Linked DNA regions of Mus musculus: region 1 is linked to region 2. A link is a contact called in public ChIA-PET data. All regions are on one chromosome and are shown on one strand. Each heading gives the region's core, a stretch centred on a gene start, on an enhancer-like site or on the middle of the called end of the contact. The rest is flanking DNA. Distances are from core to core; before and after follow the strand shown.

Evidence for each region. ChIA-PET counts read pairs in DNA pulled down with a chosen protein or histone mark.
Region 1: a contact with region 2 is called in an RNA polymerase II ChIA-PET map of memory CD8 T cells, with 29 read pairs. The contact joins the enhancer-like site here to the promoter of 0610039K10Rik in region 2. A contact is called at or near these places in 1 of 39 promoter capture datasets (pre-B cells), 1 of 484 Hi-C or Micro-C datasets (CD4 T cells) and 3 of 115 datasets of contacts at active chromatin or transcription factors (the 230-238 cell line, bone marrow-derived dendritic cells and memory CD8 T cells).

What each region holds. Positions count from the first base shown.
Region 1 is chr2:164,092,512-164,099,750 of GRCm38.p6, forward strand. It overlaps Stk4 (serine/threonine kinase 4), which reads left to right. Exons shown (of 11, transcript NM_021420.4): 6 at 4,228-4,395; 7 at 5,928-6,065; 8 at 7,186-7,239. Among named protein-coding and RNA genes, the nearest start is that of Stk4, 22 kb to the left of the region's middle. Within about 2 kb of position 1,825, at least 26 of the 459 cell types and tissues checked have an H3K27ac peak or open chromatin away from gene starts, as enhancers often do. A contact at or near this core is called in memory CD8 T cells and pre-B cells, where this site is marked.
Region 2 is chr2:163,640,352-163,646,910 of GRCm38.p6, forward strand. 0610039K10Rik (RIKEN cDNA 0610039K10 gene) reads left to right here and starts at 4,499. Exons shown (of 1, transcript NR_028113.1): 1 at 4,499-5,449. Serinc3 (serine incorporator 3) reads right to left here and starts at 4,792. Exons shown (of 10, transcript NM_012032.4): 1 at 4,647-4,792. The coding sequence starts at 4,685.

The DNA.
Region 1 (7,239 bases), core at 575-3,074, 450 kb after region 2:
GGGTTCCTTCCCTCCCTTTTAGGCACAGCCTCATCCTGTAGCCAAGGCTGGCCTGGAATTCCCTGTGTAGCTTGGTCTTGAAGCCTCCGTCTGTCAGGGCTGCTTAGAGTACAAGAGTGAACTAAGGACCGGCTGGGCAGGCTTAGATTCATATTCTATCCCCATCTCAGATTCATGTTTATTCATTCATTCTGTCTGTCTGTCTGTCTGTCTGTCTGTCTGTCTCTCTCTCTCTCTCTCTCACATACATACACACACACACACACACCCCTCTCAAATTTGTATTTTAAAGTTTTATTTTTGTGTGTTGGGTGCAGTGCCTTTGGAAAGCCAGAAGAGGGTGTTGGATCTTTTGGAGCTGGAGTTATAGGTGGTTGGGAGCCACATGGTTGTTGGGAGCCAAATTCAGGTCCTCCAGAAGACTAGGGAGTGTTCCTAACCACTGAGCTGGCCGGCCTGCTTGTCCTTTAGTTTCTAAAGTTTTTTTTTTTTTTAAGGAAAATCAATATCTGTCTCCATCTCTCTCTGGATTTTTATCTTTGGTGTTCTGTTCCAGCACCATATACCAGTTCATCTATACTTCAGTATTCTTCTGGGCTTTGTTTTCTATATTTGAGAGTTACCTTATTTGAACTTATTTTGGTAAAAGTATTAGATAGAATTTTTTTTAAAGATTTGTTTATTATTATACATAAGTACACTGTAGCTGTCTTTAGAAACACCAGAAGTGGGCGTCAGATCTCATTACAGATGGTTGTGAGCCACCATGTGGTTCGGGGATTTGAACTCAGGACCTTCGGAAGAGCAGTCAGTGCTCTTACCCACTGAGCCATCTCACCAGCCCTAGATGGAATTTAAGTTTAGAGTTTCATACATGACTACCTAGGTTTTAGTTTGTTTCTGTTCCTCTTCCTCCTCTTCCTCCTCCTCTTTTTCTTCCTCTTCCTCCTCTTCCTCCTCCTCTTCCTCCTCCACTGAGATAGGGTATCATTACATAGTACTGGCTGGTCTAGAACTTTGATATAGACCAGGTGGCCTTGAACTCAGAGAGATCTGCCTGCCTCTAGCTCCAAATGCTGGGGTTAAAGGTTTGTGCCACCACCCTTGGCCAGTGCTTTGTAGTTTGGGGATATTCTGTCCTTCTCACACTGGTTTGAAAGCATGTTAAATTGTCTGTGTGGCATAGAGAGCTGACGGGCTTTTGATTGTGTGCGTATATAGTTATATGAGCCAGTTTTTGGGTTTAACGCTTTCTGTTGCTCTGTTGTACTTAATAACTCTGTAACTAATTGGAGTTTAGGATACACAGGTTACATAATTCTCAAAACACTTTCCTTTATGTAGCTATCCACTTCTGGTTTAAATAATCTAGTAAAAATAACTCTGGGTATCACCATTTGAAAACATGCTGGCAAGTTTGAGGTTTCTGCTAAGGAAATGATTAAGCCCAAGTTGTTTCCTTTGTTGTTGTTGTTTTAAATTTGGTGGACAGTGTGAGGTTAGCTTAGAAGTGCCATCTGTCATTGCTCCTAACTGACATAACCTAAGTCACAGGCACTTCAGGAGTATGGGAATAGGGATGGGAGACTTGTCTGTATCTTTGCTGGGTTTGGAAGTCCTCTCCCTAACTGTGCATCAGTTGTAGCAAGATTCTGGGAAAGCGTTTACCTGCTTATTAGTGTAGTAAGTGCCATATACCCTTCTTCAAACCACAGGGGAACCTTGGGACCATTTTTTATATCTCAGCTTTAAGACGATTTTTCTAATTGCACATATAAACCAAGGGAGTGTTACCGAGTGTAAGAAGGAAAACATCTGAGTAGCTCTGCCCTCTAGCTGTGACCGTTCCTAACAGTGCTTATCACTCCAGGCTGCTCTTGTGCGGCCCTGGCGTTTCTGTTGACTGGGTGTTGCATTCTCTTGACTGTTGTTTTGTTTTCACAGAAATAAAGCTGTATTCTTCAATATTTTGTAAACTATTTCTTTTGGTGTTGCAATAGCTTACACGTTTTCCATACCTGTTTTCATTTGAAATAGAGGTTTGCTATTTAGTTCTGTCTATCCTCAAAATTAAGAGCCTTTTGCTGTGTCTCTCGTGTGTGGGCTGTAGGTGAATGTTCACTCTGCCTGCCTCTTGAGAGAATTTTTAACATGGTATTTCAGTATATACGTATGTATTGTAATATTTATTTTTCTTTTTGAGCAGGGTCTTACTAGGTATTCCTGGCTGGCCTGGAACTTGCTATGTAGATCAGAATGGCCTAGAAAGCATGCACAAAGATCTGTTTGCCTCTGCCGCCTTGGATGCTGAGATTAAAGGCTGGTCTTACTTATTTATGATTTTGAGACTAGGTTTCATTCTAGGTTCCCTGCCATTCTGGAACTCACTGTGCAGTCCAGGCTGGCCTTGAATTCTCTGAGATCTTCTTACCTCAGCTCCCTGAGGACTCAGATTACAAGTGTTAGGCACCTGTGTGGTGATTTCTTAAAAAATTATTTTTATTATTGTTATGTAACTCAGGTTAGGTGCTTAATTATTGAGACAGAGTACCGCAGCATTGTCTTGATCTTGAGCTATGTTGTTCAGGTGGCCTTTGGAGTAGCTGAGGTAGAGGTGTCCCTGGCTTGGTAGTCACTTGAACATTCTACTTTTGTGTGTATGGTTTAGGGTACTCACATGTAAGGTAAATGTCTAGAAAGATACTTGGTTAGAGAGATATAGATATTTTAAAAAAGTTTACTAAATATTGCCAGTTGGTGAGGTTGTACTTTCTCATACTCCAGTGATCAGATGTTTCATGTATGTTTTTTATTAGTACTAGTTTAAATTTAAAAAATTTTAATAACTGTATTTTAATAATTGAAAATCTTTATGGTTCTTGGCCATTTGACTTTCTTTTTTTTTTTTTTTTTTTTTTAAGATTTGTTTATTTATTTATTTATTTTATATGTATGAGTACACGGTAACTGTCTTCAGACACACCAGAAGAGGGCATCAGATTCCATTATAGATGGTTGTGAGCCATCATGTGGTTGCTGGGAATTGAACTCAGGACCTCTGGAAGAGCAGTCAGTGCTCTCAACCGCTGAGCCATCTCTCCAGCCCGCCATTTGACTTTCTTTAGTGACTCATCTGATTATGCCTCGAGTATTGTTTCTAGATAAAGGCACTGTTTTTTTTAAATGTTTTTATTTATTCCTTGAGAATTTTATACAGTATATTCTAATCATATTTTTCCCCTTTCCAGGTTCTCCCACAGCTCCCACCCACCCACCCACTACATGGGGTTTGTTGTTGTTGTTAGTTATTTAATTTTTTTGGTTTTGCTTTTGTTTCTGTTAAGAACCAGGGAGTCCAGCTTGCATTGGCCAGCTCCTCCAGAGCCTGAGGCCCACCCTGGAGTCGGGATGTTGTTCTCAGTGACACTGTTGAAGGAAACAGACTTTCCTTCTCCCAGCAGCCATCAATTGCAAATGGCTTCTTGGCTGGGGGTGGGACATTGTCCCAACTTTCTGCATGTTGTCCAGTTGTGGTGGGTCTCTGTTACTTGCAGAAACTTCTCTGGTAATGGTTGATCTACGGGTGTAGCAATGTGTCATGAGGAGTTTTATTTATTTATTTTAAAGATTTATTTATTATTTATTTTATGTATGTGAGTACACTGAAGCTGTACAGATGGTTGTGAGCCATCATGTGGTTGTTGGAAATTGAATTTTAGGACCTCGCTCCCTCCGGTCAGCCCTGCTCACTCTGGCCCAAAAATTTATTTATTATTATCCATAAGTACACTGTAGCTGTCTTAGAGACGCAACAGAAGAGAGCATCAGATCTCATTATGGATGGTTGTGAGCCACCATGTGGTTGCTGGGAATAGAACACTGGACCTTCGGGAGAGCAGTCAGTGCTCTTACCCGCTGAGCCATCTCGCCAGCCCGAGGAGTTGTTTTATTGCTGTGTCATTTAGCAGAATAAAAGAAGCAAGTGTCCCTTAGGGCTGATGACCTAGTTAGTCTCAGATCCTTGGACTCATTGACAGCATAAGTAATGGGCTCCATCCTATGGAGGGAGCCTTAATGAAATCTAAGCAAAAATTAACCGGTTAGTCTCAAACATCCGCGCCACCTTTTACCACTTGGTGTGAACACAGCAGTTTTTAATTGTTCAAACTGTTCCCTTTTCTCAGTAGTTTTCATGCTTTGTGTTGGTCTCTCCCCTTTCCCTTTTAGGATACCATGGCAAAGAGGAATACAGTAATAGGGACCCCGTTTTGGATGGCTCCTGAAGTTATTCAGGAAATTGGGTACAACTGTGTGGCAGACATCTGGTCTCTGGGAATAACTGCCATAGAAATGGCTGAAGGAAAGCCCCCATATGCTGATATCCATCCAATGAGGGTAAGGATGCAGAGAGCCCGTGGGGGGTTAGCTGCTGGTTAGCAGTAGAAAGTGGTGTGGCAGCTTCCTTGGTTACATTCTAAACAAGAAATGAAGTAATTTTCTATAATGATAAATACTGTAGGTGTTATTCTTCCCCTGGCATTAGATGTCGTAAAAAAATAATTGAGGGCTGGTGAGATGGCTCAGTGGGTAAGAGCACCCGACTGCTCTTCCAAAGGTCCGGAGTTCAAATCCCAGCAACCACATGGTGGCTCACAACCATCTGTAACAAGATCTGACTCCCTCTTCTGGAGTGTCTGAAGACAGCTACAGTGTACTTACATATAATAAATAAATAAATCTTTAAAAAAAAAAAATAATTGAATATGGTCCTTTCTTCATTCTAGAGTGTCTGCTTGACCGTCTCCCTGAAGGATATAGGCTGTAAAATACAGAAATGTATAGGCTGACTTACAAATTATATACAATATGTATATATATCTTTTAAAAGTTAAGGAACCACATTTTTAGCTTTGTAAATATATGGGCTTTCTACTTAGTCATTTTCTGTGATTTCCATTGGGTCACCAGTGTCAGACAGTGTTTTCTTCAGGTTGTTTTTGCACTTACATCACTAACCACCATTTTGGTTCATATATTATCTTTTTCATGCTTTTTTTGGTTTGTGAATCCTCAGACTCAGAGGCAAAGGCTAGTCTATAGAACGAGTTCCAGGGTAGATAAGATTACACAGAGAAACCCTGTCTTAGACTCCCCCTCCCCCACCCAAAAAGAATTTAAAGTATTTAATGTGAAACAGTTTCGTTTTTCATAAAATGGGATTTACATCATTTAAAATCCAGCAATTAAGAGTTTTTTAAAGAAAGATTTATTATTTTAAATGTGTGCTACCTTGGAGGCCAGAAGAGGGTGTCAGATCTCCTGAAGCTGGAGTTACAAGCGGTGTAAACTGCCCGACAGGAATGCTGGGAACCAAACTCAGGTCCTCTGCAAGACCACTGTGTGATAGTAACTGTGAGCACTCTCCAGCCCTAATACGGGATAACCTTGATCTTTGAGAAGGAGAATTTAAATGTGCTTGATTTTATAGCAGCCTATAGTAGCTAGATAATTTTGTTTTTTTTCAGAGAGATAATTAAGCATATGGAAAAAAGCTTAGTAGCAGAGCTCCTGCTTGGCATCCACAGGCCCAGTGTTTTAATCCTTAGTACCACAGTCTCTTCAGCCTACACACATACACACACACACACACACACACACACACGCGAAAGGATTCTCTTTTTTTTGACACTGTATGGTTTAGAATACCTGCATGTGAGCAAGGGGAAGGGGAACAGTTGTTAGACCTCTGATCAGTTGTGAGGTCGCTGAACAGGTGTTTGTTAGGCCTCTGGTTGCTGTACTCCATGTAGACATGCTTTGTGTTTAGATATATAAAATCATTTTACCAAGCAAATGTAGGTGTTTGTATTGAAGTGTCTGTCATCTTTCTTTTACCTGATCTTTTTCTTTTTTTTTTTTTAAACTAGGCAATATTCATGATTCCTACAAACCCTCCTCCCACATTCCGTAAGCCAGAGCTGTGGTCAGACAACTTCATGGATTTTGTGAAGCAGTGTCTGGTAAAAAGCCCGGAGCAGAGAGCCACAGCCACTCAGCTCCTACAGGTACACACCGCCGCGTCTCCACGCCGCTCACACACTGCTGAGTCGCTTGCTTGGAAGTAGTAATGAGGAGTAAGACATTCTGCGCTGTCTGTGAGAGAGGTTTAAAGCTGGTGAGATGGAAGGCCATAGACAATACTTAACTTGCAAAACAGAGCAGTGATGGAAGGAAGTGCGTCACCCGTGAGTTTGGACTGAAGAGCAGTAAGAAGCTCAGAAACACTTCTGTCACCAGGCAGAGGAGTGGGTGGGAGTAGCTCCAGACTAGATTCAAGCGGTGTGTGCTTGTCTGGTAAGCCTGGGAAGAAGTGGTCTTAGTGCCAGTGCAGAGCACAAGGCCATGAGCTACTCTTGCTAACGGCCTTGCTCGTCTAAGTGTATTACCGAATGCGGCTGGAGGAGAGGATGCCAGAGGCTTATGAAGGAGTCTTCTGCTCTGCAGCCTCTCATGTGCTGAGGCTCCCTTTCAGTCTGAGAGTGCTTCCAAAGGCTTGGCAAGCGGCACTTACCCAGGTGCTGATGGGGGCAGGGATGTACTGTCCCTGCAAGGAGGAAACATGGGTGCTCTCAGAATAAGTCTGGATATATAGGTAACTCCTGCAAAGATTCCTAGATGTAACTACCAGGGATTGTTGTTGCTCCACATAAGGTGAGTCGGGTAAAATGTCTTGGAGGGTAAAGGTGCCCGCCTCAGGCCTGCAACCTGAATTTAGACACTGGGACTGAGGTAGTGGAGATGGACTCTCTCAGTAAAATAAAGACAAAAGACCCTCTAGATGAGACAGAGAGAAATGGCACGGGTCCAAATGGTCATCTGTCTTCTTAGAGTCGTGAAGTAAGCGTGGCTTTGTGCCCCAGGTTTGAAGAGAAAAATTAGACCCACTGATTTATATGACAGATACTGCCAGGTTTTTATTACGTGCCATGTACTATTTTAAAGTAAATATTGTGGCCGGGCAGTGGTGGCAGTGGTGGCCTTTAATCCCAGCACTCAGGAGGCAGGTGGATCTCTACGTTCAGGACCAGCAGAGGGAGTTCCAGGACAGCCAGGGCTACACAGAGAAACCCTGTGCCCAGAAACCAAAGCAAACCGTGTCCATTGTTGTCCACTTTGTTATTTAAGCACCCGTTTGTTAAGAGTGCCAAAGGAGTGTCAATATTGCGAGACTTAATTAAC
Region 2 (6,559 bases), core at 3,249-5,748:
AAAGAAGATGGTTCTAGTCTTATAACATGGTCTCAGCAACCACTTTTACAGCTTTTCCAGACATATCAGACTATTTGTATTAGAGCAAGCTGATTAACTTAGAAGTTCTCTCAGATGTAAAATGAGCCTAATGCCACTTATCATCTGAACAAGGTCACTGTGAAGAATGGCATGCATGTCTAGAATATAAAGTAACCAGCACAATTCCTGACCTACAAAGGGCTCAATATATTGAGTAAGTATGTCCAACAGGAAGAGTGAATCTAATAAGCTCTCTATTGCCCTCTTCTGTCTTTGGTGGATTATTCCCATCCTGGGCATTATTGGCCTGCCAAGCCCACATCTACAAGCCAAAGAAAGTAAAGATTACCAGCAAACCAACAGGGCAAAGGCACAACGTCTCTAATCAATTGCAGAAGGTTAACAATCCTGAGCCACAGTAATGTCAGATCTGTAGCTTCCACCCATTGCTATAGCTTATACTGATTTGTGATACTTTGCTTGAAAGTACGAGCAAACTAATTATAATGGTTCGTTTATACTTGGCCCAGGGAGAAGCACTAATAAGAGGCGCAGCATTGTTGGAGTAGGTGTGTCACCACGGGCATGGGATTTAAGACCCTCTTTCGTGCTGCCTAGAAGCTAGTCTTTTCCTGTTTGCCTTTGGTTTTTTTTGGGTTTTTTTGTTTTGTTTTGTTTTTGTTTCTGTTTTTTTTCGAGACAGGGTTTCTCTTTATAGCCCTGGCTGTCCTGGAACTCACTTTGTAGACCAGGCTAGCCTCGAACTCAGAAATCCGCCTGCCTCTGCCTCCTGAGTGCTGGGATTAAAGGTGTGGCGCACCACGCCCAGCTCCTGTTTGCCTTTGGATGAAGATGTAAAACTCTCAGCTCCTGCTGCATCTAGCCTGCCTGGACACTGCCATGCTCCCACCTTGATAGGAGACTGAACTTCTGAACCTGTAGGGGTAGAGAATGTGACCCACAGAAACACAGCTTAATGACAGATTGCTGTAATAACAAGAGGTTTTTATTCCGATTCGTGGGGTCGCTCAGCCTTGCAGGGAGAGTCAACCCTGATTGTCCAAAATACAGCTATTTTATACTCTTTTGAAGGTGTTTACACAGCTATATTATTATTGGCTAGTAAAGCAACCGTATAATTTATTTGTTTGTTTGTTTTTCTTTTTGGTTTTTTTGAGACAGGGCTTCTCTGTATAGCCCTGGCTGTCCTGGAACTGACTTTGTAGACCAGGCTGGCCTCTGCCTCCCAAGTGCTGGGATTAGAGGCGTGTGCCACCACCGCCTGGCACAACAGTATAATTTTAATTTGGCAGAAAACTCTGTCAGCAATCAGCAAGATCAAAGCAGTTTATAGTTTTCCTCAGAATTCAGACTGAGGAGGGGTAGGGAAGTTTTCTCAAGGACGGTTATTTCTGGCAGCTGTGGTCTTTATGACCACTAGTCTGTCCCTGAAGATAGGGAAGGGGCCCAGTGGTCTTGAATTTGTTTACACTGGCAGGGGAAGGGGAAATTCTTTAAGCAGCAGGAGACAGCAGGAGATAGGGAGAAGCTGCTGCAGAAAGCTTGCAGCAGGAGACAGGGAAGCAAAAGCTGCAAGCTCTGTAAATAGCTTTGGTGTACATCAGTTAAGCTAGAAACTGTATTTCTTCATAACTAGCCCTGGTTAAATGTTGTCCTTATAAGAGTTGCCTTGGACCGGGCGTGGTGGCGCACACCTTTAGTCCCAGCACTCAGGAGACAGAGGCAGGCGGATTTCTGAGTTTGAGGCCAGCCTGGTCTACAAAGTGAGTTCCAGGACAGCCAGGGCTACACAGAGAAAACCTGTCTCAAAAAAAAAAAAAAAAGTTGCCTTGGTCATGGTGTCTCTTACAGCAGTAAAACCCTAACCAATATACCTATTTATTTCTCTGTGCCACAAATACCTTTTAGAGGAGGCTGTACTTTATACCTCTACATAGAAATCAGTAACTATTATGTAATCTACCTGTTACTATATGCTTTATCTTCTCTCTATTTCATAAATGAAGAACTCAGGCCAGAAATCTAGCCTCAAAGTCTCCCTCATCTGACTTAAAGAAGCAACTCCTAGAAAATACGGCCACAGAGCCCCATTTAAAGGGAAGTTTTAAAGGTAGGGTAAGTATTTCTCATGCCAATGCAACACAACAACACATATCTACCCCACTGACTTTTTCAAAAGACAAAAGTCCTTATCCTCATGCTAAAATCCTCCTTTGCCTCTTCTTCTTTCCCTCCTAAATCAGACATACAAGCAGCAATGAAAGACCCCACCATAAGGCTTAGCAAGTTAGCTACAGTAACGCCATTTTGCAAGGCATGGAAAAGTACTAGAGCTGAGACCTCAAAAGTTACAAGGAAGTTCAGTTAAAGTTTAAGGCTAAATAACAACGGGACAGGGGCCAAACAGGATATCTATGGTCAAGCACCTGGGCCCCGGCTCAGGGCCAAGAACAGATGGTACCCAGATAGAGCGGAACCAGCAACAGTTTCGAGACTGCCCCACCAGCCAAGAACAGATGGTACCCAGATAGAGCGGAACCAGCAACAGTTTCGAGACTGCCCCACATCAGTTTCAAGGTTCCCCAAATGGCCGGGACTTTCCCCTAGCCTTATTTGAACTAACCAATCAGCTCGCTTCTCGCTTCTGTACCCGCGCTTTTTGCTCCCCAGCCCTATAAAAGGAGTAAAAACTCCACACTCGGCGCGCCAGTCCTCCGATAGACTGAGTCGCCCGGGTACCCGTGTTACCAATAAAGCCTCTTGTTGTTTGCATCCGAATCGTGGTCTCGCTGTTCCTTGGGAGGGTCTCCTCAGATTGATCGACTACCCGTCTCGGGGGGTCTTTCAGCAAGACCTAATCACCTGAGTTACTCATCACCAAAACTCAGTCTTCCACAGATACACTCTTTTCAGGAAAAAAAAAAAAAAAAAAAAAGCCAGGAAAGTGGCATACTTCTGTAACCGCAGCACTCAGGAGGCTGAGGCAGAAGGATCTGCAGTTCTAGACAGGCTGAGCTAACAGAGTGAAATCCTGCCCCCACCCCCACCCCGCCGCCCCAAGTAATAATAATGTGAAGCATTTTACTAAGACATGCCAGTAGTGGGGACTCACATCTGTAGTTTCGGCACTAGGCTGAGGTAGGAGGATTGCTAAAAGTTCAAGGCCAACCTGGGCTACAACGTAAAACCATATTTCAAAAAAAGTAAAGGCCAAACTTCTTTGCCAGGAGTAACACCTTCCTACAATCCCAATAAGGAGAACTGTGAATGAAAGGCCAGCATGGGATACTCAGGGAGATCTGGTGACCTATCTCAATAAGGCAAAAATTAAACACGTACAAAAGTCCTTTGAAATCTTTAATCCAGACTGGACTGGAGGTGTAGCTGGAGGAGCTCTCAGAGATAAGCTTTGGACAAACAAGGTCCTGGGTGCAATCTTAAACACCCAGAATGACCAAAGAGATTGCCTAAAAAATAAAGGCATACAGTGGGTATCTGCATGATTTGGCTCCCTGATATTCTGTCCCCCTTTTTTGGCGTGGGATGGGAGATGGGGGTGGATAGTGGCAATTGGAGACTAAACCCACAGCCTCTAAAAACCTACCCATAAACTGTAATTTGCACCTCCCTGTTTTGAGACAGGGTCTCAAAACAAATAACAAATGATCTGCCATGGCCCTCCACAGCCTTTAATTTCGTACTCTTCTCTCATTCCACTCTGGTATCCTAACCCCCTACTGGGTAAAAACTGAATTAACAATATATGCAAGGAGTTTCTAGATATGAACACCTGGATAGGATATTTTCAAATTATGGTTTTAAACCAGGAGGAGAAAAATATACAAGATATCTTCGACATTACTTCTGCCCTGAGACATGCCATTGACATGAGCAGAGCCTGAGTCCTTGGTTCATTACATCAGCTCGGGAAGGAGAAAACAATTAGGCACTGTGGTTCAAGCTACCAAGTTCCTCTGAGGCAGATTTGTTAGATTATTCCTTAGGTTAAAGAGATCCTAAAATTAACTTCTAAAAACGTTTTACCATTGACAAGGGGAATCGGACTAATTTCTTTACTTTATCCTCACAACAGTTCTGGAGGAGAGGAATGCTAGGGTGTTTAATTCGAAAATATTTAGGCCGCGGGGCTTCTAATTAAACGCCTTTTGCTCGCGACCTGCAGCAGGGCTGACTTAAAAGCCCCGCTCCCAACCCCACTCAGTAGCGCTGGCATATGCCGAACTATGAAGAAAAATGACTACAGTGGCCCTAAATTCCCTGACGCCATCCTCTAGCCACTCAGGAACCCGCGCCGTGGAACCTCGGCGTCGCCTGGCCGCGGGAACCCTGGGTCCGGAAGGCTGGCGGGGGCGGGGCGTCGAAATTGTAAACAATGGCGGTCCGGCCTCCCGCGACCCTCCGCCCACAGCGAGAGCCAGCCGAGCCGCCGCACCCCGACTCCGGGACGACGGCTACCGGGCCTGGACCCTGGGCCTGCCCGCTCCTCTCTGTTAGCCTCAGAGAGTGGAGGGTCCGCCTCGGGCGGCCCGACACCCACCCCCTGCGCGCCTCAGGCCCCGGACGGCCGAGGCCTCGGGACTCACCCAGCTGGCGAGGGAGAAGACGCCGAGGACGGCCCCCATGGTGACGCCGGGGCCGAGACCGACCGCTCCGAGCGGATCCTAACTGCTGACTGAGGCGTCGCCTCAGAAACGCGACGGATCCTCAAGCCGGAAACAGGGCCCGCCCTTCGCAGGACGCCCAGTTTACGTCATTGGGTGGCCCCGCCCACGGAGGGGGAGAAGGCGGAGCCTAAGACTGCTGGGGTGGCAGAGGACGTAGAGGGTTCGTGGCATACAACTCCGGGCTCGCTTGGGGCGCTGGTGGTCAGAGGCAACATAAAGGTGCAGAAAGACAGCATGTTCCCTACGAACTGCACTTATCCTCGGAAGAAGCTACATCCGAATTAAATAAAGATCCTACAGACTGTTAAGTCGTGGCTGGGCAGTACTTTGTGATTATTGAGAGATGGAATGTTGGCAAACTCAGAGGCAAACAGGCTATGTTGGGCCATTCAATAATCAGTTAGCATCTGTAATCCCAGAACTAAAGAGGATGAGGCTGGAGGATCAGGAGTTCAAAACTATCCTGTGCTACATAGAGTTTCAGACGAACAAAAAAGCCACTCTTCTTACCCCACACCCTACCGGAAACTTCTCCAGCCTTGTCTCCCCTTCCCCTTTCCCCCTTCCTCTTTTCCCCTGCCCCCCTTTCCCCCTGCCCCCTCCCTCCGCGGGGGTCAGTCTGCTGGCCAGGTTCAGCTCACTACTTTCCCTGTCCTAGACTCTTCCCGATGCCTCTGGCTGTACTCGTTCTCATATCTATAATAAAAATTTTCTCCTCAGCCATACCTTGGAGCAGTCATGTCCTCATTTTGTTGGGAACAAGCAAAAGAAACTTATGCTAAGTACTACCGTTTTCGTTTTCTAAATTCAAGGTCTCAGGCCCTGGGGGAGCTGGGGACTTTACCAACAGCTCAGCAACCTCGGTTGAAAACAATTGTCTGAGTCCAGATATTTCAGGGACAACTTCCCCTCCTTGAAGGCCGGGCCAAACAAGGTCCTGCTCCGAATGCCTACCCCACTTGTCCAAATGTTTTCTTGTCTGTTAACCAGTAAAGAATATAGAAACTACTGTTATCTGAGCCAACATGCATAAGTTATAAAAACCTATAACCATTGCCTGTTATGCACTAATTGACTACATGCAGCTCGCCCACTCCTCTGTTCCCTTATCATTCTAAAATTCCGGGCCAGAGTCCAGAAGACTTGACTCCAAGAGCTGAATTAATGACCTTGAAGCCAGGTGCCCAGGATACAGCCCAGTCTCCAATAGGTACCCATAATATCAAAATACAATTAGATAATACTGAGGCTCCCCACTACCCCCTGCTTTGGGTTCCCATCCCTTAAAAATGTACAGATCCCAGCCAGGCGGTGGTGGTGCACGCCTTTAATCCCAGCACTTGGGAGGCAGGGGCAGGAGGATTTCTGAGTTTGAGGCCAGCCTGGTCTACAGAGTGAGTTCCAGGACAGCCAGGGCTACACTGAGAAACCCTGTCTCGAAAAACCAAAAAAAAAAAAAAAAAAAAAAAAAAAAAAAAAAAAAGTACAGATCCCAAACTGGCCGGCTCCCTGCATGCTTAGAAAATAAAGCTTTCAGTTTTAAGCTTATCTCTGGAAATGAGTTTTCTTTTTTCTGGCTTCCACCCAGAAACCAACAATTTCACTCAATAAGTAATATGAGATGGTATATACAGGAGGATTTTTTTTTCAGTAGAAGTTTATTCAAGGGCTGAGGATTGTAGTTCAATTGGTAGAGTGCTTGTCTAGTATTTGAACTCCACCTCTACGTAAGCCAGGCCTGGTGACCAATATACACCTTGTACTTGGCCTGAAGCGGTCGGAGGATAAGAAGGTCAAGGTTGGGCTGGGCTTGGTGGTATACACCTAGGATC